Regions from separate parts of the Sus scrofa genome. Here region 2 is linked to region 1. A link is a contact called in public HiChIP or PLAC-seq data. All regions are on one chromosome and are shown on one strand. The core of a region is the stretch at or near the end of the contact, and the rest is flanking DNA. Distances in the headings are between cores, read along the strand shown.

What was found. HiChIP or PLAC-seq counts read pairs in DNA pulled down with a chosen protein or histone mark.
Region 2: an H3K27ac HiChIP or PLAC-seq map of skeletal muscle shows a contact between it and region 1. The contact joins the promoter of DDAH1 here to the promoter of CYR61 in region 1. A contact is called at or near these places in 5 of 47 Hi-C or Micro-C datasets (embryonic fibroblasts, fibroblasts and skeletal muscle) and 1 of 2 datasets of contacts at active chromatin or transcription factors (skeletal muscle).

The regions. Positions count from the first base shown.
Region 1 is chr4:130,393,355-130,400,403 of Sscrofa11.1, forward strand. It overlaps CYR61 (protein CYR61), which reads right to left and starts at 1,825. Exons shown (of 5, transcript XM_001927740.5): 1 at 1,581-1,825; 2 at 1,097-1,310; 3 at 380-736; 4 at 54-265. The coding sequence starts at 1,643. It also overlaps a transcript of ZNHIT6 not described here.
Region 2 is chr4:130,480,304-130,487,560 of Sscrofa11.1, forward strand. DDAH1 (N(G),N(G)-dimethylarginine dimethylaminohydrolase 1) reads left to right here and starts at 5,002. Exons shown (of 6, transcript XM_021090342.1): 1 at 5,002-5,416. The coding sequence starts at 5,114.

The DNA of each region.
Region 1 (7,049 bases), core at 575-3,074:
CCTGCCCGGGAAGAGGCCTGCCCAGAGCCGTCCCCGCAGACGCAGGCACTTACTTTCAGGCTGCCGAAGGCCGGCTGTCCACACGGCCGCACCTCGCAGATGCGGGTTTCCTTCACCAGGCGGCAGTCGGGGTTGTCATTGGTGACGCGGGTGGAGATGCCAGTTCCGCAGGTCTTTGAGCACTGGGACCACGACGTGGTTTGAACGATGCATTTCTGGCCGAGCAGAGGAGGGGTGTAGAGAACGCGAGGCTCCGCTCGGAAAACTAGAGACACAGAAGAGATTTCTCAGAGGCACGGGACACACGTGCAAGGAAGTGCTCATCTCTCTGAGGCTTCCGACTAGGACTAGATTTTTCAGAACCTCCGTCTTCACTTACCCGGGAGCCGCTTCAGGGAGCCGCCTTTTCCAAAGGCAATTAATTCGTTGTTTCTCGTTAACTCCACCTCGGAGGCATCGAAGGCCAGCGCCTTGCCCGGGAGGCCGTCCCTGTCGTCCATGGGGTCCTTGGCACCGTCCTCGTCGCAGAGCCACTCCTCGCAGCACTGCCCGGTGACTTTGACCAGCCGGGGGTTGGGGCAGCCCAGGTCTGGGAGGGAGAGCTCCTGCGGGCACAGCGGAACGCAGCCCACGGCGCCGTCGATGCATGTGCACTGGTGTTTACAGTTGGGCTGGAAACTCTCCCCATTCTGGTAGATTCTGGAGTTATATTCGCAGGGTCTGCCCTCTGACTGAGCTGCAAAGAACACCAAAAAAAAGAGAAAAGAAAAAAAAGAAGAGGATAAAGTTAGGATTCCGAACGACGGCCTGAAACGCACACATATTTTCTGCTGTTCAACTCAGTTTATGGTAAAGTTTCCTCCAATTCCCCGGAGACTCCAGACCAGAACAATAAGTTAGTCAGGAATCACTTTTCCGTATGCGCTTTCCGCTGGGCCCAGACACACTGAATCGCATTCCAGACTGCTGAAATCATGTGCCTTTCTGCCAAGCTACCAACAACAAAGCATCACCATACATGGTCGCAGAATTACTAAACTTCTGGACTACAGGGACTATTCCTTCTTTTAAAGGGGCCAAACCAAAAGCATCTTACCTCTGCAGATCCCCTTCTGAGCGGTGGGGCTGGCGCCGAAGTTGCATTCCAGCCCCTTGGTGTGGTCGCAGGGCTGCGTCTTGCTGCAGTCCTCGTTGAGCTGCTTGGCGCAGACCTTGCAGCAGCCGCAGCCGTCCCCGACCAGGCCGACTCCGGGGGCGCACTTGGGCGCCTCCAGGGGGCAGTGGCAGGCGGCGGGGCAGGTGGAGAGCGCCTGCAGGGGGGAGCGGACACGCGTGAGGCTCGGCGCGGCGCGGCGGGAACCCCCAGGCGCCGGGTGGGGGGGGCCTGAGCCGGGCCAGCCCGGCCACCCCGGGCGGCGGCGTCCCCCCGGAGGCCCCGGCACGTCTCCAGCGCGGGCTTAAAGAAAGCGCTCCCCCCAAGCGTCCCCGCACTTCCGAGCCTAGCCCCGTCGGCCGCGGGCCCTCTGGGCCAAGGGGGAGGGGCCGGGAGCGGACAGGGACGCGGTGGCCGCGGAACTCACCAGCCTGGCCAAGTGGAGCAGGGTGACGGCGAGGGCGAGCGTCCTGGCGGTGCGGGAGCTCATCGCGGCGCGCAGGAGGGTCGGGGCGAGCGCGGAGGCCGAGACGGCGACACACGGGTGCGCGGCGGACGGGCTGCGGGCGTCTCGAGCTCGAGGTGCTTCCCGAGGAGGAGCGCGGGGCGCGGGAGCTGCTCGGGGGCGCTCTGCTCGCGGTCTGCCCCGGCGCCCAGGGGCCGCCTTTTATACGGGCCGGCCGCGGCGCCGCGTGTTGCAGTGACGTCGGCCCCGTCTGCGCGTTCCAGAATTCTCAAACATCTCAGGAATGCTGGTTGGCGCGGGCTCCTGCCAAGCGCCTCCCCTGGCTCCCTGGCTTTTTTTTTTTTTTTGGTCCTGGACTCGTCAAGAAAACAATCTTCCGTTTTTTCCACTTTTAATAACGACTTCTATTGGGGAGGGTGGTGGAAGGGCGGGGGGGGGGGGGCGAGTTGAGAACTTTGCCTGGACCTGGAGGGTGGGAGGCCCTGGAGGGAGGAACAAAGTCGTTTTGTTTGGGGATGCCGAGCTGAGCCGCAGCCCCGGAGCCCCCGCCCGGGAGGCAGCGAGCTGTTTGCTTGTTTACAGCGAAGGTGAGAGTCAAGTTATCTACGGAGAGAGGCGAACCGGGAGGGCAGCGTCTGGGAGCCAGGGATCTATTTGAGGACGTCGTAGAGGCGTGCTCGGATCGAGTCCCAAAGTCTTGGCATGGTGTTTATTAGCCAGGCTAAGTGTATCGCAAATTAATACCCGCAGTGGCATTTATGAATGAGAAGGGGGGAAAAATCAACTTCCCCGCCGTCTGGCAGATTCCCAGGCAGAGGTCTTCCCCCTCCCTCCCCCCTCCCCCCCCGAACGTCGTACTTGTTTGTTTTTGGAGGTTCCCACTGTAGTTCCAGCCCACTGGCTGGCTTGGAAGTCCGAGAGGAAACGGACGCAGGGAGATCTCCGGGAGGCTGACCTAAGGCTTCCTCGCGGATGCGGGAGGCCGGGTAAGCCCTCCAGCCTCCCTCGGGGGCGGGAAGCGACGCTCACTGAGCAGCCAGCCCGAGGCGGAGGGGACCCCCGCGGAGAGAGCGTCACCCGTAGAGAGGGCAAGGCCAATCCCGATTCCAGCCGCATTGCGCCCAGCGGTTCTCTGGAAAAGGCAGACTCCTCAACACTGAAAGTTTTGCGGGGTTTGCAACTCCTTTCCTTGGGCCCACTGAGAAGCCTCTCATTTCAAGCGAAGTGCAATGCTTTGCTCTCTCCAGAGAAACGAGAGAGGGCAAGGATATATTATTCTGTAGTAGAAAAAGCCGGCGGATTTTAAGGCCCTAGTCTTCCTGCGACCCGCCCAGGGGAAGACCCCCCACGAAGCGATTCACTTTAACAGCAGACGCCCCGCTCGTGTGATTGATTAATTTCCCTCAGTTTCCCAACCTATTTTCTTGTGTCATTTTCATAAAACACACACAGTAATCATGCCGGCCTCCCTGTTATACTGCTCCAGACCTCCTTGTCCTTTTTAATGCTCCCGCTGTCCAGTCTAAATGACTGCCCAGCAGTCTTGCATAAGAAGGCCTTCACCCGGCTTTTCTGTGAAGGACTCCTAAACACCAGGAGAAGCTATTGCAATGAAAACAGTCTCCAGTGAGGAGAACGGTGGCAGGAAGGAGTTAAGTCTCATTCATTCAGGAGTGCTCTTTCCTGAGTCTAAGAGGCTTTTGCGAGAGGGAGTAGGATCTCTGCTGCTTTGTGGCAGGGGGGTGGGGTGGGGGACTTGCTTTTCAGGACAATAGACGGTCAGGTGCTCTGGGCCCTGCATTCTACTCTAGCCAATTCTCAGTTTTTTTAGCAAAAGGATTTGTTTTTCCCTGTGTCAGAGTGTCCTTATTGTTGCCTTCCTGATGAGGTGACTGGGGCTGGGGGTGAGTAGGCGCGGTGCAGGGTGGGCGGGGGTGGTGGGCGGGGAGGTGGAGGGGACCATTCCTGGCTTCTGTTGTGGCGTCTTTTCTATTTGACTTCATGGTTGTAAGTATTTCCAGATGGTGAATCAGACACCAGACGTAACAATATTTCCATATTTGGGTATAGCAGTAGCCTGCGTTTTTAACATTTTTCTGCCTCTGTTATCCAACCACAAAGCATTCTTGACAGCTTCAAATGTTGTTAAATATAGACTTAACTTCTGTTCCCAGAGCAGGAAATTCTTTGGAATTCCTTGTTTTTCACGCAATCTGTCTATCATAATTGAAAATAAAATCGCAGTGGATGATCCAACTGGCTCCTGTATGCACCTTGCTCCTTTATTGAAGTTCGGGGCGCTGGGGGGGGGGTGCTCGAAGAGATTCAGTCTGCCGCACAGCATTCAAACACAACCATTCCAGAGATTTCTTTGAAAATCAGATTAAAGTTCTAACAAGTGTGCGTGGATCCGTTCTGGGGACTCCACCTGGGGACTCCTGGAGAGATGCTTTGCCCCAGAGGAGAAGTTACAGTACCTCACCCGCAGCTGCCCTTTACAGCAGGGGTGTGCTGTGCTGTGCTGTGCGAGGGGGTGGGAAGTGGGACCAAACAGGGCCAGGAGGTGGGGGAGCGGGAGAGACGGGCGAAACCTATGCGCGCAGCCTTCCATATCCTAGGTCCCGGCGCGCCGGCTGGGAGACGGCAGCATCAGGCTAGAGGCACCGCCGCTCCTCGCCCTGCTGGGGCCAGAAACCCCAGCCATGCCGTCGCCTTCTGGCCTCCTCCGCTGAGAGCGGCAGATCGGGTCCCGCTGACAGATCGGAGGGCAAAAGTGCAAACGTCGCGGGTAAGTGTCTTCGGGCCCCAATTCTGCACGGCTCTGGGCTCTCTCGCCTCCCTCCCTCCCTCCGCCGCTGCCCAGGAGGGAAGAACGGGCAGCCTTGTTTCCTTGGACTGTAAAAAAGCGACTGAGAAGGCGCTGCTTGTCTTTCAGCTCCTGGCGTTGGGCTGAGCGACGGGAACGTCTCTGGCCGCTGCTGCCAGGGAATTTTGGGTCACCAAAAGAAGGGCTCACTGTCTGGCGGGAACTGAGAATAATCATCACCCTAAATCTGGCCACTCCGGTTTCCTCGTCCTGGGCCAGGGCTTCTCCAACTTGGGCCCGCATCAGAACCACCGGGAGGGCTGGGTGAAGGACCGACCGCCCCCCCCCGCCCCCCGCGGCCTCACTCCACGATTTCTTGCGAGTTGCTTTTCCAAGAAGCCCCGAGGTGATGCTGAGGCTGCTGGGGCCCGGGAGCCCCCCCTGAGAACCGCTGCCTTGAACGGCGCGCCTGCCCTTCCCTGCGTTTGTCCCCAGAGCCAGGTCCTCGGCGCCCTCTTTTCACAGTCGCCTTGAGGGACAGAAGGAGTTACCGTGACCGCGAAAGGCCGTCCGGGGTCTCCGCAGCCCACCCCGAGCGACCGCAGGGACAGCCAGAGGGCGGGGCGGCGGGGAAGGCCGAGGCTGGCGCCCGCGACCCCCGCGGGGACGGCGACCCGGGTCCGCGCCGCGGGGAGCGGGGGGAGGGCCGAGCGCGGGGGCGCGCGCGCGCGCAGAGTCGCCGCGGGGCCGCGGGGCCAGGACGTTTCCAGCCCCGGCCCATATTTGGAGAAAGGCTTTCAGGGCTCCGTCATGCAGCTCCGGGGGGCCGGCGGCCGCCGCCGGGAGCGGGCCGGGCCACCGCGCGCCGCCGGGGCTGGGAGGCGCGGGCGTCGGGCGCGCGCGGCGGCGGGGCGAGCGCGGCCCACGGCCCCGCCCGCCCCGCGTGGGAGGCTGGCGCGCAGGGCGCAGGCCGATGCTGTCACTTTTCCCGTCCCCCCGCGCTGACTCGTCCTCCCGCGGGGCAGAGGCACGCCCGGGCGCGGGGGCGTGGCCGTGGGGCCTGGGGGGCCTTGGGAGCCAAGTCCCCCAGGGCCCGGGTCTCACGGCCCTGGAACGGGGACAGGCGGGAGCTCGCTCTCGGCTTCCCTTGGTCCCAGCAGCCCTTCCTCTGCCTCTTCCGTGGGGCCCGCGGGGCGGACCGCTCCGCTCTCCAGACCTTGGCGCCTTCGTTGGTGAGCGGGGAAAGGAGACAGCAGGTGGTAAAACTGGAGCCGTCCGTTTCAGGGCTGCGCTTCCTGCCCTTCTCTCTAAGGGTGACAGAAGCCAGCGCCTCTGTGGCGCGCGCTCGCCGGGTGTCAGGCACCGTTGGGAGGGCCGGCTCCTCGCTGACTCCCTTGACGCCTGGGCCCCACCGAGGTAGATCCTCTTGTTAACACTGCTTCTCATCTCTACGAAGACATGGGGGTGCAGAGGGTTAACGTCTAACCAAAGGACACCCACCGAGCAGGTGGCAGAGCTGGACCCACGCGTCTGGCCCCAAGAAAGCCTTGCCCTTAACAGCAGTGCCTACTCTTGCTTTAGGCACTCGGGCCTGTCCCTTCTGGAACTTAACTTTTATTTAGCTCTATCACAACTTACCCAGATATTCCAAGATAAATGCATCAGATAGAAAAGTAGTTGATAATTTAACTGAAGCTGCGTGAGCCTCTAAGATTTGCCCAGTGTACTGGCTCTTGGAGAGGAGAGGGGAAGGAGTGCCCCATTTTGACAGCAAAAAACCCTATGGCAAATGAGTTTATATAGTGGACTTTTCTGCGCCTTGGCAGGTGCTGGGGAAGATGTCTAGGCCTGTGGGGTTCTTCCGACACCTTAGGAACCGCATTGAACAGGCAGTCCCTGCTCTGGAGTAAGACCTGGCCTGGTTAGAACTGCGTTGTCACGGAGGTGGTTTTCGGTGTCATTTATTTGATAGTTCATCAGTCTGAGTGTCTCTCATGGAGCCAATTTCCTTTTGTTTTTGTTCAACTCTATGTTAGAAATACAATTACCTATGCGTCTGAAGACAAATGGTTTATTCTCTCTGAAGCTCAGATTTATTCAGAGCTCATGATATGCCATGGCACCACGGCAGGCACTGGTGACATAAAGAGGACTTTACCATTGACCTACCCTCGAGGGGCGCTACTGGCTCTTGCTGAAGTGGACGCAATGGAACCCGTGCACACTTCCGAGCTTGGGGCGCGAGGATGGAAGTGGGATGAACAAGAGAAAAGACGCTTGAAGCAGAGCGGACCGAGCCTTGACCGGGCAGATGAGGACCCATCTAGCGAGGCCAGACTGTAGAATTCCTTTGGAGAAGTGGCGAGAGAGGTCAGCTGGGGTCGTCTGCAGATGGCCTTGCCCATGGCACGGGGACTCCGTCTACAGAGTCCACTTGAGGTTTTGCCTGGGTTTCCTCATCTATAAGGTAACAGGGCTGGGCCCTGAAAGGCTCACAAAATGCCATTCCAAGGCTTATTGCCAGCTGACACCGGCCCCAGCCTGGGATGGCAGGGATTCTGGGGGGAGGGCTGAATAGTTGGTACGTGAAAAAGGGGGTCCCTCGTTCTCTCATTTTAAAGAGG
Region 2 (7,257 bases), core at 3,752-6,251, 90 kb after region 1:
AGGCAGGAGGCCGGATCCTCAGTCGGGGGACGGATGCCCTCCTCGCCGCTTTCATGTGTTTCTCTGCCACACACACTGTAGGTGCTGGTGAGTGTTTGTTTACAGAATGAATTCCTGCTGAAAGATGAAGCAACCACGGTGGGGCTCTGCAGCTGACTTTTGGAACCAGACACCGGACCCTCCTAGTCTGTGAGAGGCTGCCTGTCCCTTCTCCACGACCCCACCCACGGCGGGGGCAGCGGAAAGCTTCCCCCACGGCCCACCCTGTGTCAAAGGAAAGGATTCTCATGCAAGACGTTCAGGCTCTAACGTGAGAGCGGGGACAAGGGCACACCCTCCACCAGCATCTGCTGCGTGGGATGGACCAGCCTCCAGCCCTCATTCTCGAGGGCTTCAACCCTCCCCCAAACACCGAACCCCAATGAGGGACCATCTTGTACCTGCTAAAAGTGGAGCAAGAAAAGAAGGCAGGAATGTCCCTTTGAATCCTGAAAGACTTGCTACCTAAAATGAACTCCAAACGCAGGGCCAGAAACATTATTGATGCAAAAGAAAAATTGCCGGTGTATCAGTCGTTGTCCAGCCAGGAGAATATACACAGTGACAGGTATTCCAAGCAGAGGGAGGGACTTTAAACAGGGAATTACAAAGTTCTTGAAATATGTGGGATTGAAAAAGGAGCAGTTTGACCAGAAGCCCCACACGGTAACTCGCAGTTACATCCCAGGCTCAGCGCAGATCCCGGCACGAAGCAAGGGTTCCACGAAACGCACTGCACCTGTGGTTCCACTTGAGGGTGCGATTTGGCCGTCGCCCTGGGGAGGCCATGGGTTCTGTTAGAAGGTGTTAATACTTACACGACTCTGAGGATTCAGTGGAGGTGGGTGTGTGATTTGGCCTTTGCAGGAAACCACGTTCAAACCCTGTCCGTGGATGCTATTGGTTGAGCACCTGTTAGGAGCTAGGCACTATTCTAGCACTTTCCTAAGCACTTTGTGTAGCCTTCTGCATAGCTGGAGGACAATAGCTTCATTGTTTCCAGTTTCACAGCAGAGAGAAGAATGCAGGCAAAGAGCTTTTAAGAGACATAACTCAGATTATACAAGAAAAGAGCTCATCTCCCCCCAGCAGAGTCTGGCTGCGGGGTGAGACCCAGTCCCTGCAGGCTGAATCTCTTCTGAGAAAGTAAGGGGCACTCCGCCTGCTTCTCCCTTCTTCCCCATTTCCCCATCATCCGCTGGGGCAGAAACCAGCTGACTGCTTCCCGGAGCTGTCTGCTCTGCTTTCTGGCCCACAGAAGGCCGTATTTCCCAGCTCTTCCCTTTGGTTACGGAGCAGTGTGGCTGAGTCCCAGCCAGGGGACAGTGAGCAGAAGCGACAGGTACCACTCCCTGGCCTGGCCGTTAAGCCTTTCACACATGGTTCTGCACGTTTGCAACTTTTTTCAGCTTGAGAAAGGGAAGCGTGATGAACTTGGATGCCATATTTTAAAGAGCTGGAGTCAGGAGTTCCCGGTGGCTCAGTGGTTGGCACACCTGACTGGCATCCATGAGGACGCCGGTTGGATCCCTGGCCTTGCTCGGTAGGTTAAGGATCCGGTGCTGTGTGAACGGTGGTGTAAGTCGCAGAGGCTGCTTGGATCCTACGTTGCTGTGGCTGTGGTGTAGGCCGGTGGCTTCAGCTCCAATTCAACCCCTGGCCTGGGAACTTCCATATGCTGTGGGTGTGACCCTAAAAAGACAAAAAGACCAAAAAAAGGAAAAAAAAGCTAGAGTCAAGATGGAAGAAGGCTCTACTCCTGCCTGTTGCTTGGAGAAGAGTCAGGAACCAATCAGGAACCTCTGTCAGCTCCTGAAGAGGAGATAAACGTCTATCACCTTTGTGCCACCCTAGGTGTTGGGGTCATTTTGCTCACAGCAGCCAGAGGTATCTGAACCAGCACACACATGATTGGAACTGATCTGACCTGCCTGCGGAATAGCCATCTGGCTTCTGCACACTCTTTTCCTTAGAATTCTCATTCTCACCTTCCAATCATTCACATTCTAAGAACTATTCAAAGCCTAAACCAAGTCCAGTCACCTTCAAGCAGCTCTCTCTCTCTTATTTTTTTGTCTTTTTAGGGCTGCACCTGCAGCATATGGAAGTTCCCAGGCTAGGGGACTGGAACCGGAGCTAGCTGACCTATACCACAGCCACAGCAATGCCAGGTAGAAGCCCCATCCTCACGGACACTAATCAGGCTCGATGCCACCAAGGGAGGGCCACAGCAGCTCTCTCCAGCTCCCACTGGCCACAGTGATAACTGTCCCCTCATCTTCCTATATTGCTTTGTTGTCTCTTTTATACGCCACGAGCACAGCTCCAACCTTGGATATCTTTTCCCAGTGAGACTGTGAACTCTTCGGGCCTGGGATCATGTTTTAATGCTTCTTGTATGATTGTGAGGTACAAAGCAAGGTGCTGTGCCTTGAGAACGTTCAACAAAGATTTATGGAGAAAAATTAATCTATGTATTAGGCTCCATGAAAACCATTTTCCTGAAAACAGCCCCTCATCACTCAAGCAGGAAGGCATATAAACCATCATTGACTGGAGTTGGTGTCTTTATTATTCTTTTCACCAACATACACATTCTAACACTTTCTGACAACCGCTTAGAGGAGACAGAAGGCATGCTTATCAAATTTCGGGTGACACAAAAGCAGAGCTAATATATAATGCACAGAATGACAGACTCAAAATGAGGCAAGTTGGAATGAAGCAGACAACATTTAACACGGATAACTGCAAAGTTAGATTTCAAGAAAAAAACAGCAGCCCAGTTACCGCAGGGACAGACATGGCTGATGCCGATTTATAGGAAAAGGCTTTCAGGTTTTAATTCGTTGCTGGGCTGACAGGAGCCCAGAGTGGGGACACAGGACCTTTTCTATAACTAGGCTCAGGGTACTTGGTGGCAAAGTATTCAGGCTCTTTCAAGGCGTGGGCATGAATTCAAGCGCTAGGTGGAGACCAGCTGGAGGCAGATGAAAGCTCCGTGTTAGGAAAGGGGTGGACGAGCGTCCCGCACTTTAGCCTAAGCAGGCTCCGCTCCCGGCTTGACCTTCATCTGTAGCCTTGGCGGGGATCCTCTGCTGAGGACGCCTCTACCTGGCTTCTGGACACCAAGCTGGTTCCAAGAGAGCAGCATGGGTTCCCTGAAAGTTTTGCCTCAAGCGCAGAACCCAGGAGGTCTTAAAGTCTGTTATTTTGGTTTTGGTCCCCTCCCAGTGTCAGGGTCAGAGCTGTCTTTCACTTAAGATCCCTTATTTTGTGAGGCTGAGAAATGCCATGTCATGGGGGCCCATTCAGTTCACCCCTGAGAGGGGGAAGAAGGCAGGTTACATGTCCTCTGTTGCTCAGTTGGGACAAGTGTTCCAGGACCTCTGGCTAGTTCTCTCCTAGAAACCGACAAGTCCTAAAAAAACCTGTCAGAGTCCTGGCAAGACGGCTGTGGCCTGGGCCTCGGACCGGGACCACAAAACAGCCAATACCATCTGAGGCAGTGTTCATGGAAGCTTAGCATCTGGAATAAGGGTCCTCCCTTGGTCTGTGCTGGTCAGACCACACAGGAAGAATTGTTTCTATTCCAGATACCATGATTTAAAAGGGATACAGGCAGACTGGTGTGTATCAAAAGGAAGATGGCCAGAATGTTGCATCCCTGGTTACTTGTTAGTGATTCCGGCTCAAGGTCAGGGTGGGTCCGCATGATGGGTAGAAGGAGGGGTCAAGCAGCAACAACAGCAGAACTGTCTCCAGATAGGGGCATGCTGTCCCCTGAAGGAACCCCAGAGGCAGAACTAGACCCAGTGGGATTTAGGCCCCAAATGCAGCATTGTTAAGTGTTACAGCGCTGCAAAAGTGGAATCCACTCTGTGAGGTTTGGAAAGTTGTGGTAAATACAGATCTGGCGACTGTCAGAGATGTTTCAGCGGGAATTCCAGGACATTGAGGGTGAAGTTAGATGAGAGGGTTTCTAGAGCCATTCAAATCTAATGCTGTATGACCGAATCAGTCTTTAAATTAGAAACGTGCTACACAACTGAGGAAGGAAGGTTATCACGGGGACTCACTCGTCTGGAGCTACAACCTGAAGTGGGTTTTCCTCTCCAAAAGAGCAGAACCACGAATTAGTTACTCTGCAGTGTGTGGTAGGGAAAAAAACCAGAAGCTGAATACCACTAAGAAGAGAAAGACACTTCCCGAGGCGCATGAAGAAAAGAAACATGAAGCAAATACCCCGGGAAATCCGCGAGGTCAGTACAGGTGCGAGGGAAAGGCGGCGGCGCGGGGGGGGGGGGGGGCGCTCCTTCTCAGGGACAAGCGTGCTGCCGCCCCTGCGGGCGTGAGCGCCCACCCATCCTTAAGGCCTCTGCCTGCCTGCAGGGGCCCTGCCAGAATCACCCTGTTCCTCAGAACCAACTGTCCTTGGAACACTGGGGGTTTCTCTGTCCGTTGCTCTGGGGGTGCTCCTTGGACTTCGTTTCCCACACGGGGGAAGACACAGCATTCCCTCGATGATCTCAAGTCTTACGTGGGGTGAGGGGTCCCTTGCAGACAAAGTCAAGGTAACGGAGACTGGGTGCGAGGACAGCTGCCCACGCCACGCTGGGAACTGGGGGGGCGGGGGAGGGCTACCCTGTGCTGGGCGACCTGGGAACAGGAGGGTAGGGAGTCAGGTCAAAGCCCCCACATCCCCGAAGGAACCCCCCCACCCTCTGCGCCTCGACGGCGGCCGGCTCTGCGAGCGCCTCGGGCCGACGCCAGCGGTGCACCTGCGCCCGAGGGCGGCCGCGCGCTGCGGGCCGAGGTCCCCCCTCGGCCGCCGCCCCCGCCCGCAGCCCCGGCGCTCGCCGCGGCCGGGCCGCCCCCTCCAGCCCCGTGCCCGGCGCCGCAGGCCGAGCGCGCGAGTGGGCGCGGGCTGCGCGCGGGCCGCGCCCGGGCTCTGGGCATGCTCAGTGGCGCGGGCAGGGCCCCGGGCGCGAGCCGGGCTCCCGCCGCACCGCATTCATCGGCTGCCAGGGGAGCGGCCGGGCGCTTGCCGGCTCCTGCGCGCGCCGCCCCAGCCATGGCCGCGCTCGGCCACCCCGCCGCCTTCGGCCGGGCCACCCACGTCGTGGTGCGGGCGCTGCCCGAGTCCCTCGGGCGCCAGGCGCTGAGGAGCACCCAGGGCGAGGAGGTGGACTTGGCGCGCGCCGAGCGGCAGCACCAGCTCTACGTGGACGTGCTGGGCGCGAAGCTGGGGCTGCAGGTGGTGCAGCTGCCGGCCGACGAGAGCCTCCCCGACTGCGTGTTCGTGGAGGACGTGGCCGTGGTGTGCGAGGAGACGGCGCTCATCACCCGCCCCGGGGCGCCGAGCCGGAGGAAGGAGGTAACCGCCCGCCCGGAGACGCGAGGGGCGCGGCCGGGGAAGCGCGCCCGGCCCTCCCCCGGCGCCCGCGCCCGCGCCCGGCCGGCGGCGGGAATCGCCGAGCTGGCCCCCGGGCTAGTTCGGAACTTCCAGGTCGCAGCAGAGGCGGGTGTGTGCGGGACGCCCGTTGCTTGTTCACGCCCTCCCGCGCGGCTCCGAGGCCTTGGGGAGGCCCGGGTGGAGGGGGTGGGGGTGCCGACTCGGGCAGGTGGGTGCGGTGGGGAATCCATCTCACGGGCGTTTTTGTCTGTAAAGATTTAAAAGCTGCCGAGACGGTGCCGCTTGCTTGTTTCCCAGGGAGCGGGGGCGGGGGGGGGGTTGCTGCTCCAGGAGGGCGAGGACTCCAGGGGCCGGGGGATGACCCTGCATCCCCAGTCCCAGTCCCTGCTGGAGCTGGAGCTGGGCGGCCAGGTGAGTTGCTGGGCGTCGGTGCCCGCAGGCCTTTCCCGCGTTACTTTCCGGGGTGCAGGCTGAGGGCTACAGAAAGGCAGGGCAAGTGAATGGGCATGGCCGAGCTGGCGGCTGCCTTTGAAAAGCTGGACTCACTGCAAGGTGTTGGGTGTGTGTGTGTGTGTGTGTGTCCATGTGTTTAACTGGAAACGGTTGTTTCCCAAATTCCATCTTTTTTATTCTCTATATTTTACAATTTATAGCAATGAGAGCTTTTTGTGTTCTCAAGCGGTAGTGACTACTTTAAAATATTGCAGCCTGTGAAAAATGGCTGTGATTGCTTTAAACACAAGGTAGGTTAGAGAAGAGACACGAATAGAGAGAGACTGGGTTTAAAAACGCCATCCGGACTGGATTCTTCTCGTTGTCTATAAGAGCCCAGTCTTAAGACTGTGTTGGCATCAAGTGGCATCGCAAGAAGCCAGTGGTTTCTTTCATGGGGTGGGTTAGGGACCCCCCCCCCATTTTGTCTTTATAATGTTCTCACTGGAAGTGCCTCATAGAGCTTAGAGTTAAAATATGCTTATTCACACACGCTTCACGACTCGGTTGACTGAACTTTACTTGGTCTCAGGGAATAAGCCTGTTCGATTTATTTCTCACTGAGATAATCAGCTTTTCTTCCCCCACCTCACCTAAGAGCAAACCAAGCACTTTTATCTCCTCTGCCACTCCCCTCCCGTCGTTGAGTCTGTGGAGAAACCCACTCTGTTTTAAACCGATAAGCATGTCACCCTGTTTGAATACTTTCTGATGTGTCCCAGATGACGTGGCAAGGCTGTGGTGTGTACTTACAAGAGTAAAATAGATTCCCCAAACCCTTTCAAATGGTGCTCATTTGATGAGGGTAGTCCAGTTTCCTTCTAAGAGACCATGGTATGTTTCATCATCCATTTCATTTTATTCCTGTAATAAAACCTTTCAAATTTTGGCCTTCAGATTTCGAGGCATACATTTTTAATTAGCTTCACTCTTGGGTTTTGTTTTGTTTTTTTTTCCTTTTTCTTTTCTTTTTTAGGGCTGCACCTGCCGTGTATGGAAGTTCCCAGGCTAGAGGTTGAAGTGGAGCCACAGCTGGCGGCCTGCAGCACAGCCACAGCAATGCCAGATCCAAGCTGTGTCTGCACCCTACACCACCGTTCCTGGCAATGCCGGATCCTTAACCCACTGATCGAGGCCAGGGATTGAACCTTTGTCTTCATGGATCCCAGTCGGGTTTGTAATCTGCCGAGCCACAGCGGGAACTCCCAGCTTTACTCTTATATCAGGCTGGTGACCCACTGCCAGAGGTCACACCGTATAGTGGATAAGAACATCAGACTGGATGGAAGTCTATGACCTTGGGGAGTGTC